Linked DNA regions of Bombyx mori: region 2 is linked to region 1. The links are chromatin contacts, called in public Hi-C maps. All regions are on one chromosome and are shown on one strand. Each heading gives the region's core, a stretch centred on a gene start, on an enhancer-like site or on the middle of the called end of the contact. The rest is flanking DNA. Distances are from core to core; before and after follow the strand shown. Region 1 overlaps LOC101743969 (methylcytosine dioxygenase TET). Region 2 overlaps LOC101743969 (methylcytosine dioxygenase TET).

The links. Hi-C and Micro-C count contacts between places; a contact is called where the count stands out from the background.
Region 2: a contact with region 1 is called in a Hi-C map of whole pupa, with 4 times the contacts expected there. The contact joins two enhancer-like sites. A contact is called at or near these places in 6 of 7 Hi-C or Micro-C datasets (middle silk gland, midgut, posterior silk gland and 2 more).

Annotation. Positions count from the first base shown.
Region 1 is chr22:3,013,301-3,020,346 of ASM3026992v2, forward strand. All of the region lies in intron 4 of LOC101743969 (methylcytosine dioxygenase TET), which reads right to left. Among protein-coding and RNA genes, the nearest start is that of LOC101741344, 57 kb to the left of the region's middle. Within about 2 kb of position 2,816, at least 4 of the 8 cell types and tissues checked have open chromatin away from gene starts, as enhancers often do.
Region 2 is chr22:3,070,903-3,077,948 of ASM3026992v2, forward strand. It overlaps LOC101743969 (methylcytosine dioxygenase TET), which reads right to left. Exons shown (of 12, transcript XM_038019059.2): 4 at 3,130-3,216. Among protein-coding and RNA genes, the nearest start is that of LOC101743969, 74 kb to the right of the region's middle. Within about 2 kb of position 3,984, at least 5 of the 8 cell types and tissues checked have open chromatin away from gene starts, as enhancers often do.

The DNA.
Region 1 (7,046 bases), core at 1,566-4,065:
TGCCAATTCGGGAAATAATGCCAGCTCGGTGGCTCTTACCGTTTCTACAACTTCGACAGTCTTGCTCGGAACCGCAGTTATACACGTCGCAGATTGTTGGGGCATTTATCAACTCGTACGTGCTATAATTGACAGTGGTGCCATGACGGGCTACATAACTCAAGACTGTGCATTAAGGTTAGGACTAGGGCGGAGAAAGTGTGATTTCGATTCCATTGGTCTAGGTGCCAAGCCTATTGCGGATCTGGGGCTAACTACCTGTACTGTAAAACCGCGTCAGTACGATAGCCCCATATTAACTACCGATGTAGTCATAGTTGCAAAAATAGCCGGAAATATACCGACTATGTCTATCTCAGATGATGTGATCCGTAAATTTCAAAATCTTTCACTTGCTGATCTAACTTTTGGTACATCGGGTCCCATCGACATGTTATTGGCCGGTGATCTATTTCCTCAAATTTATGATGGAGAAAAGATCATGCCACAAGATAAGAACATGCCGGTGGCATTGCATTCCATTTTCGGCTACGTCATCGCAGGTCAAGTATCGATTTCGGGTCATAGAACTGTAGACACGGAAAATCATCATATCAAAAGCGATAATACAAAATCATTTGTGGCTCTTTCTGTGAACTTGGAGCAGGAAACGCAGTCTTTCTCGGAGACAGAAAGCATTTGTTTCATCAAACCACAGCATCCAGATGACATATTAGCGGGGACATTGTCTGATCGCAATCATAACCGTGATAAGAAAAGTAGATGTTTCGTAAACTACCCTTTGCAACCTTTTTATAAACTTGGTGTTTTATCTGGAACAGAAGAACGTAAATATATTGATATAGAAAAGAAGTTGGAACGCGATCTGAATTTAAAATTCATTCGTGAGTACGAAAGTCTTGGTGGACACAGGAGCCACGTAGGCGCGGTACAAAACGTGGATTCGATATTTATCATCCCGCATCTTTGTATTGTGTGGCTTTCTAGTACAACAAATAAATTGCGAGACGTGTTTAACACATCATGCAAAACAATACATGAGTGGTTTAACGGCCTCCATCGGCTTAATGACTTCCAGTCAGAGGGTCCAGTTAAACCTATAACTCTAAGCCTAAAACAAAAAACTTTAAGTACTGTACTTGTCTCAACAGAAGTCATAGAAGCATATTCACCGTTGGACCTCAATAACAGATACTCTAGTTTTAGTAAGCTTGTGAGAATAATCGCGCGGTCTTACTTGTTTATCCACAACTGTCGAGTCTCTCAATCAGAACGTAGATCGCTGTTTGTGGATGACAGCAGAAAGGCTCACGACATTATTATTAAAATCGTACAAAGTCATTTATTTGTGGACGACATTATGGCCTTACAAAAAGGTCAGAGATGTTCTCAGAGTTTGCGGAAACTAATTACCTTCATGGATTCAAACTGTTTCCTCAGGGTGGGGGGTAAATTGTATAATTCTAGTCTTTCACCTGATAGGAAACATTCTTTACATTTACTCAAAAATTCAATTTTTACAAACATTTTAATAGATTGTCATAAATTTTATTTATATGTTGGTCCTAGCACTTTGCAAGGAATTACAACAAGTCAATGTCTCATGATTATTTCAGATAATGCCAATTTTGTGTCGGCTACGAAACATTCAGCAGATGTTACGCATTTTTTCGAATCACACTTAGAAAGCTTATCAGGAGAGCTTGTAGCGCGTAATATTCGTTGGAGCCACAATCCTCCGAGTGGTAGTCATTTCGGTGGTCTTTATGAATCTGCAATAAAATCTGCTAAATTACATTTGAAACGGACTGTGGGAAACAAATCATTATCATTCGAAGAGCTCGGAACACTTTTTGCTCGAGTTGAAGCAGTTCTTAATTCGAGACCGCTATGTCCACTGTCTAACGATCCAATGGAGTTCGAAGTGCTAACGCCAGCACATTTCCTGATCGGGCGTGAATTGTTGGCTGTACCGGCATTCGATATCAGTGAGCAACGACTTTTACCTCGCGAGCGGTGGCAAATTGTACAACAATTTTCACAACTTTTTTGGAAACGGTGGCGCCAAGATTACCTTCACACACTTCAACAACGACAAAAGTGGTTCAACAGCTGTCGAAATTTAGTAATTGGAGATTTAGTTTTAATTAAATCACATGCACCACCTTTACAGTGGGATCTAGCGCGAGTCACTGAGCTTAAGCCTGGTGCGGATGGTATCGTGCGAGTTGTTAAAGTTCGTACAAAAAATAATGAAATGACACGTCCTGTCGTTAAGCTTTGTCCGCTCCCAATAGCGACGGACACAGAGTAAATCGTATGACACAGAAAACGTAATAAGATTACATAAAGGTAGGTCTTTGTGTGATCTCCCTTTTAGTTATAAGTCAAGTTTATTGTTTAAATACTTAGATTTAATTACTTAAAATAATTTTACTAAATACAGTCCACTGTGAAACTGAATCATCAAAACATTGTTATTGGTATCGTAATGGGAAATCCGGGCGGATTTCGGTGGGGGGAATGTTCGATTTTGGGGTTCACATTTTGAAATCTCCCGCCAACTTGCCCGGTACCCGCGCAATCTACTGAGCGCGACACTAGCGCTACGTGTTGCCGCAGTTTGTGCAACATTTGAAAAAGGAGTGGTGAAATCTTTGAGCAGTTGGCGGTAAGTCCGTAATTCTTTAAATCTTTAAAATATCATAAAACTGAGCTATCGTACAACGTGTATTGGCTAATCTTCAAGAGTTCACAGGTTTGGTGTAAATAAATAAATGATATAATAATTCTGAGAAAGTGGATCTGAGCCGGCCACATATGTCATCGCACTGAGTCAGTAGGGCATAAAAGTACTAGAGTTAAGATCTCATGGGCAGCGTAACATGGTTAGATAACAAATGAAGAGATCTTCATTGGATGGACGCAGGTAAAAAGAGGATATAAAAAAAAAATAAAAAAAATTTAAGCAGTTAATGTAATAATGCATTGAACAGTAAAAGCAATGAATACAAGATTTGCATCGTAGAATTACCTAATGACGAATGATTCATTCTATAACGGGCCAACAATAATAATATGACTGTTGCAATTACTATCGAGAATAGAACTAGCTGTAACACGGATCTTGATAACGATTTGTGAATTGTATTTATAGGCTGTTATACGAATTATTTCCCACGGACTATCTAGATTTCGTGTGAGAGATTGTTTTAAATACAATTTCATAAAAACAAGACGTTCCAAATTGTTGCTTGGTTTAAAAAAAAATACAATTCTGAATTTGAGCAATCAAATTGGTAATTACGATAAGATAAATGTAGACCTGTGACGTAATTGTGTCGATCGATTATGAAATCACAAAACAGAATCTGCTATATTACTTGTCGTTCATAACCTTAATTATCGTATATAATAACCATTATGACTAAGCCAGAACGAACGATATCGAATATAAATTCATTACAATAAATATTCCGAAGTAATATTGTTCATTCGCAATAACAAAGCTTCACCTACTGCACGGTAGATGGCGATAGTATATCTCAAATTTACAGTTAGCTTTATTTAGGTCTTGACGATTGTTTTGTTTTATGAAAGTTTTTACAGTAACAAATAGAAATTGAGTGTTTTCATTTAAATATATACACGTAGCTTAAACTGTATTGGTAAGTAAATGTATCATAAATGAAAGGTACTGAAAATATTTTTACTTTGAGATTTTCCAAATTTTAGGTATAATTAATAGAAATGTTGATTATACGATTTAATCTTATTCTAATTTTATAATACATATTATGAAACACATTACAGTTCCTGTGATGAACCAATACGGGAAAAATTATGTTAAAGAAAGTTATTCATATCAAATAGCCTGCATAATTTAGGTTACTTTTTCTTGTGTAAAAGAAAAACATAATGTTCACAAATATATTTACATCGACTGTAAATCTTTAACAACTCTTTTGAATTCACTACTCAACGAAAGTGTTTGAGAAAGTGTTTTTTTACTGGTGGTAGGACGTCTTACGAGTCCGCACGGGTAGGTACCACCACCCTGCCTATTTCTGTCGCGAAGCAGTAATACGTTTCGGTCTGAAGAGTGGGGCAGCCGTTATACTGTGAAAACTGAGACTTCGAAGTCATGTCCCAAGATGGGTGACGGCATTTACGTTGTAGATGTCTATGGTCTCCGGTAACCACTTAACACCAACCAGGTGGGCCGTAAGCTCGTCTACCCATCGAAGCAATAAATAAATAAAAAGGTAAAAAAGTAAGTGTCCAATCGAAGTTGTGTTTATGAAGTATTTCTAGACCGTGACTGCGCTTAGTTCGTTTTAAGAAAATAAATAGTACCCCAAAATTCTTAATTAAAATTCTTCATTCAAATCAAATTCATTAAAACTAAAAACCGTAATAACTACCCGTTAAACAAATACTGTTTATAAATTAAATAGATGTGAAACTTTAAAACAATTAATAACGATCAAAATTTCATATACATACATACATATATCATTGAAGTCTGTTCTTAAGATAAGACGACAATGAACTACGTTGCAAAGGATTATTCGAGTCTATTAAAATACTGTGAGTCATATGATTCATATGATTTGTTCGAATTACGAATCTTCGTCGCCATACCAACTCTTTCTATTGTTTCCCTCTTATTTGTTACCCAGTCTGCTTTCGAAGTCTGACAATCATGCAAGCTTTGATAGATTTGATGTTGACAAATCACCTTAACGTGACGATGTCTTTACTAAGCCGACAAACGATTGGGCGAAGTATGAGCAGTATGAGCATCAAAAGCTATTGGTTTGAAATGATCTAAATATAGTATAAGCGTATGTGTTATTAATTTAAAGTTCACACTTCATTTTCTCCTCCCGATCCTCCTGATCCACTAACGGTGCTTTTAACCTCAATCGCTGGCCTTCGTTCTTGCGACGAAGGGCTTGACGAGTGAATTAACCCATAGACACAGCCCACTGAGTTTCTCGTCGGATCTTCTCAGTGGGTTATGATTCCGATCCGGTGGTAGATTCTGCTAAGCACTGCTCTTGCTAGGGCTAGTGTTAGCAACGTCGTCAGGTTAGAGCCCCGTGAGCTCACCTACTCGCTATGTGAATCTACTCTGTCATCTCTCAATCACTAGAATAGGTACGAAAAAAATAAATTAAAGTACAGAACGATAGCTAGTCGCAATGACTGTACAATACAATAGTTTATTCCGAACTGATAATTTATATATGTAGTACAAATATCTTCCCGCGGTTGTCGTAAAGGGTGACCATTGGCTTCTTCTGGCTATTGTCTTATGCCAGCGATAGCATTCCCAAGTTGTGGGGCCGCTGTGGGGTTAACGTCAAACATGCAGTAGTCAAATCATGCTAAATCCCTATGCAGCATGGTTAAAGGACATGCGCCGACCCCACATATTCTGAGCAAGAACAGGAAGAAGAATCTGCTATACCTACACTATCTTATCTGCTTTACATATTGTTACAAGGAAAACATTGTTATTTTTCTGTTACTTCAAACTTTTGTTACTGGACTTTGCGTTAGTTTGTACATTATATGTATAACGGCGTTTTAAAAATATGAAACTAATTCAAGATGGCTTCCATTGATCTGAATACAATAATGATACGTTTGACTTTATCATTCGACTCCGTTTTAATATCACAAGAAAATTTAACACAAATGCGAAATATAACGAATATTCATTCACTCTCGTGAGTGACAAGTTCCAATTTTAGATTTAATAATAATATTGTTTATTTATTTCATTAATAGTGTTTTGGCCAGACTGCATATATGACGGGAACGTAAATAAAATAGATGTTGTTAATCCAAGCCGATTAGATCGAGAAAATAATTTTAACACTACATATTTGTTGGTAGACATGTCAGCATCTTGTTATTGTTAACCGGTTGTTAACCCTGATCACCCGTGAACACACTTTAGACTAACTATATACTACTTTTAGGAAAACTGAAAACAGGTATTACATGTTTTTGTCTTTTTTCGGTTTTTTGTCTTGATGTCTTGATATTAAGATATATTTTTTTAACAATTTTATTCGACGGGATCAATGGCAAACATACTGCCTCTTCCAATATGTACCCTCTGTACTGTTGAGCCAAGAAAGCGTTTATTGATGAATATCATCATCATCAGTAAACTATAGCAGTCTATTGCTGGACATGGGCCTCTCCAATTGCATGCCACTGAACACGATCCTGGGCTTCTCGCGTCCAGCTCTTGCCAGGCACCATAGATAATACATATAAACTAGTTATAGATATGCAACTCAAGCAATCAACAAAAAGTTTACGGGCGTCGGCCACTAGATGGCTTCGCTTCGATTAGTTTCTCATTGCTCCTGTAGTAGATGGCAGTAACATATTATTACCTATCCTATATTTTATTTTTAATGAAGGATTTTGTAAATTTTCAGAAACCACTAATTGATAAAATCTAATCAATTTGTGTATAACAAATAAAGACTTGTATGATTTTTTTATTTTCTGTGTTTAGTTACACAATAATGAAATGTCTTAACTTTAACAATATATAAGTACACGGGCATCCGCCACAAGATGTCGATAGTTTCCATACAAAAAAAAATATTTGTCTTAAAGTATCATAGTTTTAGGGCCTTGCCAGGGACCCGGCATAGATTGTCGTTCTAAAGAACCAGAGAGCTTCCTACACTACGTTCGCCAATTCGCGGTCTCCATTCAAAAACTATATAAGTATTTTATTTAGTATCACATCACTGTGCTTATTCAGCTATGAGGTACCTACAAATAATTTCGGAACATAGATTTCAACAAAAAACGTAACTAATTTCAAATTTTAATCATTTTTTACCGTAAAATTTCTCATTCATTCTAACAAGCAAACTCGTAGGCAGCCAAAATTGCTTGCAGCTGTTGTATTATTTAATAATAGACGATTTATTTCTGCTCGCATGAGTTTTAATATTTTTGGAAATACGATACGGGCATTATTAAAAACATATTCAAAATAAAGAAGT
Region 2 (7,046 bases), core at 2,734-5,233, 59 kb after region 1:
CTCGTTGCGTAATCAGGTTTGACCTTTTGACCTGTGACACCGGGTGCCTGTGAAACCTTCATGAACTAAACATAGCTTAGTCTCGATGATAACTGTATTACACCCGCATTTTAGTATGAGTTTAACGAAAAATTAATTAAGCTTTTGTAAGTTAAGCGGAGTCAACGCAGCATCAATCGCGTTTGAGTGGCAACCACTTGGCAGGAGAAGACCTGGTCGCCCTGTACACACTTGGCGACGCACCGTGGAGAGTGAGATGAGGACTGCCAACGTGACCTGGAGTGATGTCAAGGAGCAAGCGCAAGACAGGGTAAAGTGGAGACAACTTGTGAGGGCCCTATGTACCAGCGGGGTACCCTAGGACTACAACAACAATACAACAAGCTTAAAAAATATTGTCTAAACAAAACGCTGCCTTAAAATAATTGAATCTTTCTAATACATCTCTTCGTTCCACACTAGCGGCATCCTGAGGTTGTTCAGTTTTCAAAATCAACGCACACATTCCTAGGAAAATCTTTCAGTGAAATTGAGTGTACCAACTGTTCAAATATGTCAACTCATCTACAACCAGAGATGCAATGTTACGTATGTCATTAGCACTGTTAATGCACCGCGAAATGGTTGTCAACCTTAATCGCTCAGTTGGTCTAGTAGACAAGGAAATCATCAGGCATACGTTAGATTTACGCTCGAAATCAATATTTACTTAAAGATTCAACATTGGCAGTGTTATAACCTCGTATGTGTCGTTCCTATATTCCACAGCACAGAAAGAATCACGTTTTTAAACTAGATCTTAAAGAATAGCCTTACTTATTTTTTTTTGCCACCAACTAACTTTTAATTCAGAATAAACTTTCACCAGTAAAACAATCTCATTGTCAGAACTCTGTTTGTTTTTGCAAAATTTGGGGGTAGTTTTTATTCCTTAAATTACTATTCAGTCAAAAAATGTATGTAAAGAGCTTGTATATTAAGATTTATAGTTTTTTTTTATTGCCCTAGTAGGCAGACGAGCATACGGCCCACCTGATGGTGACCATAGCCCATGGACTTCAGCAATGCCAGGGGCGGAGCCAAGCCGCTGCCTACCGTTAAGTACTCTGCACAAGCCTCGTTTGAAGAAGGATATGTCATAGCTTTCGAGAAACACCGTGGAGGGAAGCTCATTCCAAAGCCGGATGGTACGTGCCAAAAAAGACCTCTGGAAACGCACTGTGGATGAACGCAGTGGCTTCAGGTAGTATGGATGAACTCTACTCCGGTGGCGGCCGCTGCGATGGTGTAAACGAGAGGATGGTATCATCTCAAACAATTTCTCAGAGCACTTCTCAGTATTTTAGAAAAGTTAATTGGCAATACGCGAAATGGCGGTATTTACAGCGCGATTTTGCAAGCAAATTACACTTTACTTACTAAGTTTAATTGTTTATACAGCTATCTATAATCTTAAGTATATTATTACAATGCTAGTAATACGATCGTATTTTATTTTTGTTTATACTTAAAACTTATAATAGGCAAGTAAACCCATATCTCGAAGGTTAACTCTCTAACAAGGATATGGGTTCCCGAAAAATCTGCGCCGTGCTGCAATCAAGGCTACATTACTACATTATAAACATTAAATTACTAAGCAATAAAGAAAATCGCGGTCATCGTTCTTTTCGAACCCGTCGCTTGCGAGGAAGGGCTCGGTGAGTAAATTAACACACAGACAAAGCCCACTGAGTTTCTCGCTCAGTGTGTCGCGTTTCCGATCCAATGGTAGATTCTGCGAAGTACTGTTTTTGCTAGGGATATCTTAGCAACGCCGTTAGGCTAGAGCCCCGTGAACTCACCTACACACTAGGGTAACGTTGATATAGCCTCACAAGGCTATCAGCATAAATAGGAAAATAAAAGAGAAATAAGGGCACACATGATGCAGCCGGTACATATCTGAAGCATTTTTGTTACCACCTACCTACCTACCTACCTATAACCTAAGTGTTAGGTTACGCTGACATAGCCTCTCAACGCATAGGTAGGAAAAAAAAACAAAGAAAAAAGATGTAAAGCTTTCCTTCCTTAAGAACGGTTACCTGGTAGATAACTCAATTGTTGAGTTCGCCATTTTTTATATCTTATCGCAATTACTGTGTTATATTAACTGTGTGTACAAATAAAGAATAAATAATAATAAAGATAATTCGATCAATGTAGTATTTTACAATTCTCCTATCGGCGCCGGTCACGTACGTATTAGTCTAGTTGTTTAAGCTGGCCGTCGTCTGTAATCGATATTCGATTATTCTAATGTTTACTTTTATACTTTTCATTAGGCATCGTTCTTATGAGAAAAAAATTCGAAGAAAAAGTGTTTCAAAATTCGATTACAATTTTTTCGAGTTCCTCTTCGAGTAGGGCATGAAAAAGGTCTTTGCTATTTCGACTGAAATGGCGTATGTGTAAATCATTATCAATGTTCCGTATTTACTTGTTTCCTCTACCGAAACAGGATCAATTTTTTTTTTTAAAGAAATGGTCAGTAATGAATTGATTAATCAAAAAAATTTTTTATCAGATAATATCTGTTAGCTGGATGTCTTAAATCGGACCGAATCAATGAACAATTTTGGTAAACATTCACTATGATTGGTTCATAGTTGGTGTTTAAATGGTCCATGCCAGCGAAAATGCTCTTAACTTCTTTTAGTCTATCTCGCTTACATCTACGCGATTAAATGTGTATTCACGACTATTTAATTTTAATTATGAAATTCATGCATTTCCATTCTAGTTATGTCATGGGCGATTGGTTTAGTCTGTAATTGTTCTGCCAACTTGAGAACAATAAAAGGGAACGTGAGGCTAATATGAGATACGAGCAGGAATAAATTTTTAAAAATAAATAAACATATACGAATTATAATAAATTGATCAACAAATATCTGAGAGTACAATATTCCATGATAAAATAACTGCATTCTCTGAAAGTGAAGATTAATGGTAGTAATAAAGTTTAATAAATGTTATTTGTTAAAGATGTGTAGCTAGTTACTAGATTAGTCACCACTAAGGATTCACATGACATAAAGAAATAAAAAAGAAATGAAAAATAAGGAAATGGGTTTATGTACTTACTGGAGTGGCCGTTGCGCGCCCTCTACCGCGACCTCGACGAGACTCGCTCTTCACGGTCTGCAATGTTCCGTCCGGCGCCAAAATAAGCTATAACAACACAGACACACCACAGACTTAACATAAAGCAAAAATAAAGTAAGTAAAAAAACAAAGGAGAACGTTAACACAAAAAGGAAAAATGAATAGACAAACATGCAATGGATGGGTTAAGTGGCGACTTATTAGCGGTATTAGTGGTCGAAGTATTGTTTTTAGTATGACGATGAAAGTTAAATAGTTAAAATATTAATAAATTCTGTTAAATTTGTTTCTATTTGAAATACTATGTATATTAAGTAATTTGAAATGTTTTTTTGTTAAACCGCCATCTGTGAACTCAAAACTAAACTAATATGAAATGGCTAGGATTCACGAAGTTCTTCTACTTGACAGCAGATGTCGCGCCGAGCAAAAGTTCCTCGTGTGTTACAGAGATGGCGCAGTGACGACGATTTATTTTTTAAGCATCTAATTCAAAAATATTCTAATTTTGATTTTGGTTTCTAAGCCGTGTTTTATCAATTTTACTAAATACTCACAAATTACAGCTATTTTCGTGGACATTTTTCATTTTAGTGTATTATGATTGTTTAACGTTTGGAAGCCATCGTTGAAAATCGAGCCTTGGAAATTAAAATGGCGAATTCTGTACAAAACAAATTACTTTCAAGTTTTAGAACAACAGCTGTCACTGATTGGTAGAATTTTTTTCATACGTAATAATTAAAACAGCGAGCTGTTGTATGATGTACCAACGAATAAATAAACAGTTTCTGTTACTAAGCACATGGCGGCGACTCGCACCTGGCGTTTTAGTTCGTTACTCCTGTTTTTGTGTTATTAGAATGCGAACAGCATTTGTTATAGCTCGGTCTCTTTCTGACCTAAGGCCGTCTCGCTTACTCGTCGTCTATTCACATTCAAATTTTTAAGGATTTCTAATTATCCTGAACAGGTTAAAGGATCATTTTGATTAAGTATTATGAATAAATAGTGTGAGAAACATCTGCTTCTAACTGGTTTCAGTTAGTATACATTAAAACGATTACTATTCATCAATTTGTTGAAGTTTAAAAATAAAACTCACATTTACAAACGACTGGAATTATTGTTGTACACGTATTAAAATAATTACAGACGCGTAACTGTTCTTTTATAATTTAAATAAGTAGTTCAACTTCGAATTATGTTATACTGATGTAAAGATAAGACACGTGGAACATTTCCTTATTTCAAAATTCAAAGTAGAATTAGGTCATAACGGCTTTTTAAATTAAAATAGTTATTATTCATTATAACAGCTATGCGATAGTACTATGTGTACTTACTACGCGTATTAATCGTCATTGGACATCACTCTAATGTTATTTTAGACGGTATTTGTAAAATTTATGTCATAAGAAGACCTTATCGTGGATAGGTAAATATCAATTTTATTTAACATCGTTGTCAACATTAAATTGATATAGAATATAAGTATAAATTTAAAATAATACAACATAAAACTAAAACTAAATGTATTTAAGACAACGTTATGACATGGCACGCCTTTTCACTCGTGTTAAATTTGTAAATCCGAAATAATGAAATATGTATTTTCTACGTATTTATACGTATTTATTACGTAAAGAGTTGCGTTCAAAAGCTGTAAGTTTTGTGGGTACGTAAACTCACAAATCCGCGAACACTGACGTATTTATTAAAGCATATTCATTCTGTGTTGTCCGAGCTATGTACTATAATAAAACGTATCCAGGTTATAAACGTTCTATGCGCGAAACTCAATCTAAATCGGTTTTGGCGTTTTTGCATCATCAATTAACAAAAACAAGTCGTCGCGTAGCCTAAAGGATAAGACGTCCGGTGCATTCGTATCTAGCAATGCACCAGTGTTCGAATCCCGCAGGCGGGTACCAATTTTTCTAATGAAATACGTACTTAACAAATGTTCTCGATTGACTTCCACGGTGAAGGAATAACATCGTATAATAAAAATCCAACCCGCAATATTATAATTTACGTAATTACTGGTGATAGGACCTCTTGTGAGTCCGCACGGGTAGGTACTCCCACCCTGCTTATTTCTGCCGTGAAGCAATAATACGTTTCGGTTTGAAGGGTGGGGCAGCCGTTGTAACTATACTGAGACCTTAGAACTTATATCTCAAGGTGGGTGGTGCATTACGTCATAGATGCCTAAGGGCTCCAGTAACTACTTAACACCAGATGTGCTGTGAGCTCGTCCAACCATCTAAGCAATAATAATAAAAACAATAATTATATTAGTATAGATACAATGTCATTTTTGACCTATTTTACTGCTCTATAATTATATTATTAGTATCCTCAAAACAGCGTGGTTTAAATTTTGTAGTGATTCTACTCGAGCGTGCGTATTGTAGCGCGTGGGCGACAATGAGCGTGGGCTGACTTAGGGTAGGTCGGGTTTGTCACGCAATTCCCTGATTATTTCATTGATACCTGCTCTTACCACTTCATTGTTAAACAAATTTAGCTAAGAGACGCGCTGTGGATGTTATTTGGCGGGATGACGCTCACGAGTCAAACAAATGTACTACTACTTATTTATTTATTTATTTACTTAATAGAATCGTGATTTGTTTTTATCGTGAATTGTTTGTTGTTCGGTTTGATTGAAACAAAATACTTCATACATATTTTTCTCCTCACGAAAGTACAGGAGTCGAGTCAATTAATACTTCTACAACGCCAAACGCTATGACGGGCGGATGTTTAGCTTGAAAAGCATGATGGATGAAAATGGCAGTTATTTAAAATTGGTTAGCGGCAGGTGCCGCCCGCGTTGCACAGATAATAAAAGCCGCAAGATAATCTCGAACGTTAATCTGTACAGTAAAATAACGAGGTTAATTGGAATGTACGTTGTTTCGGGCCGCAAAAACGAACATTTGTAAATGATCAGACAATGGATTAAGTTTATTGCTACTCGACAACAGATGGCGCAAAGCTGTTATTCAAAAAAAGAAATCCTTTGTAATGTAAATGATTCGACTTGTTATCTAACGTTGTAAGTGAAATTGCATGTTTAATTTAAACTAGAGTGGCATAATGGTTTTTTTTTTAATTTGCTAAATCACTTAAGTCGGTGGTATGGGCGATTCTGTAATTATACACAACATTACCCTCAGAAATATGTGCCCTGCAAACAAATCCAACCCTTTTAAATATCTCCATACACTTGTTACTTTTTATTCACTATTTAGATCTCTAGGCAACTTTCCAGAGACATTGCTATAAAATCACCAGTGACCCGCTTCGGTTTCACTGGCTTTATTTAATAAAAACAAAACTATCGAACTTAGACAAAACGAACTGAGCGTAATCAACTGAACCAAATTAAAAAGATTTGATCACGTGTAAAATTAGTTCGTGACCAAGATAATTTATTGGCAAAGTTGCGTCGTTGCCTCGACGGAGACGCCTCGTCCTGTACGTATTGCTGTTTTTGTAATAACACCGGTTTGTCTCTCGAGTGAGTTTTGCACGACTATTGTTTAGAAGTCGAAGCTATAGCTGCTTCAACTTTTCTACTAAATTATTCAAAACTACAGTGACGAACTTATCTATATTCTATACTAATATTAAAAAGCGGAAAGATTTGTTTGTTTGTTTATATTGAATAGGCTCCGAAACTATTGAATCGATTTGAAAAATTCTTTCACTGTTTGGAAGCTACACTGCTCCCGAGTGACATAGGCTATAAAGCTTTTTTGAAAAAAAAAAAAAAAATGGGATCTTAACTAAAACTTCAATAATGTAACTCAAGGTGTAAAAAAAAAACCTAAAATATTCTTTACATCGCGTGCCCTGCGAAAACTATTGATGACAGAATAAAA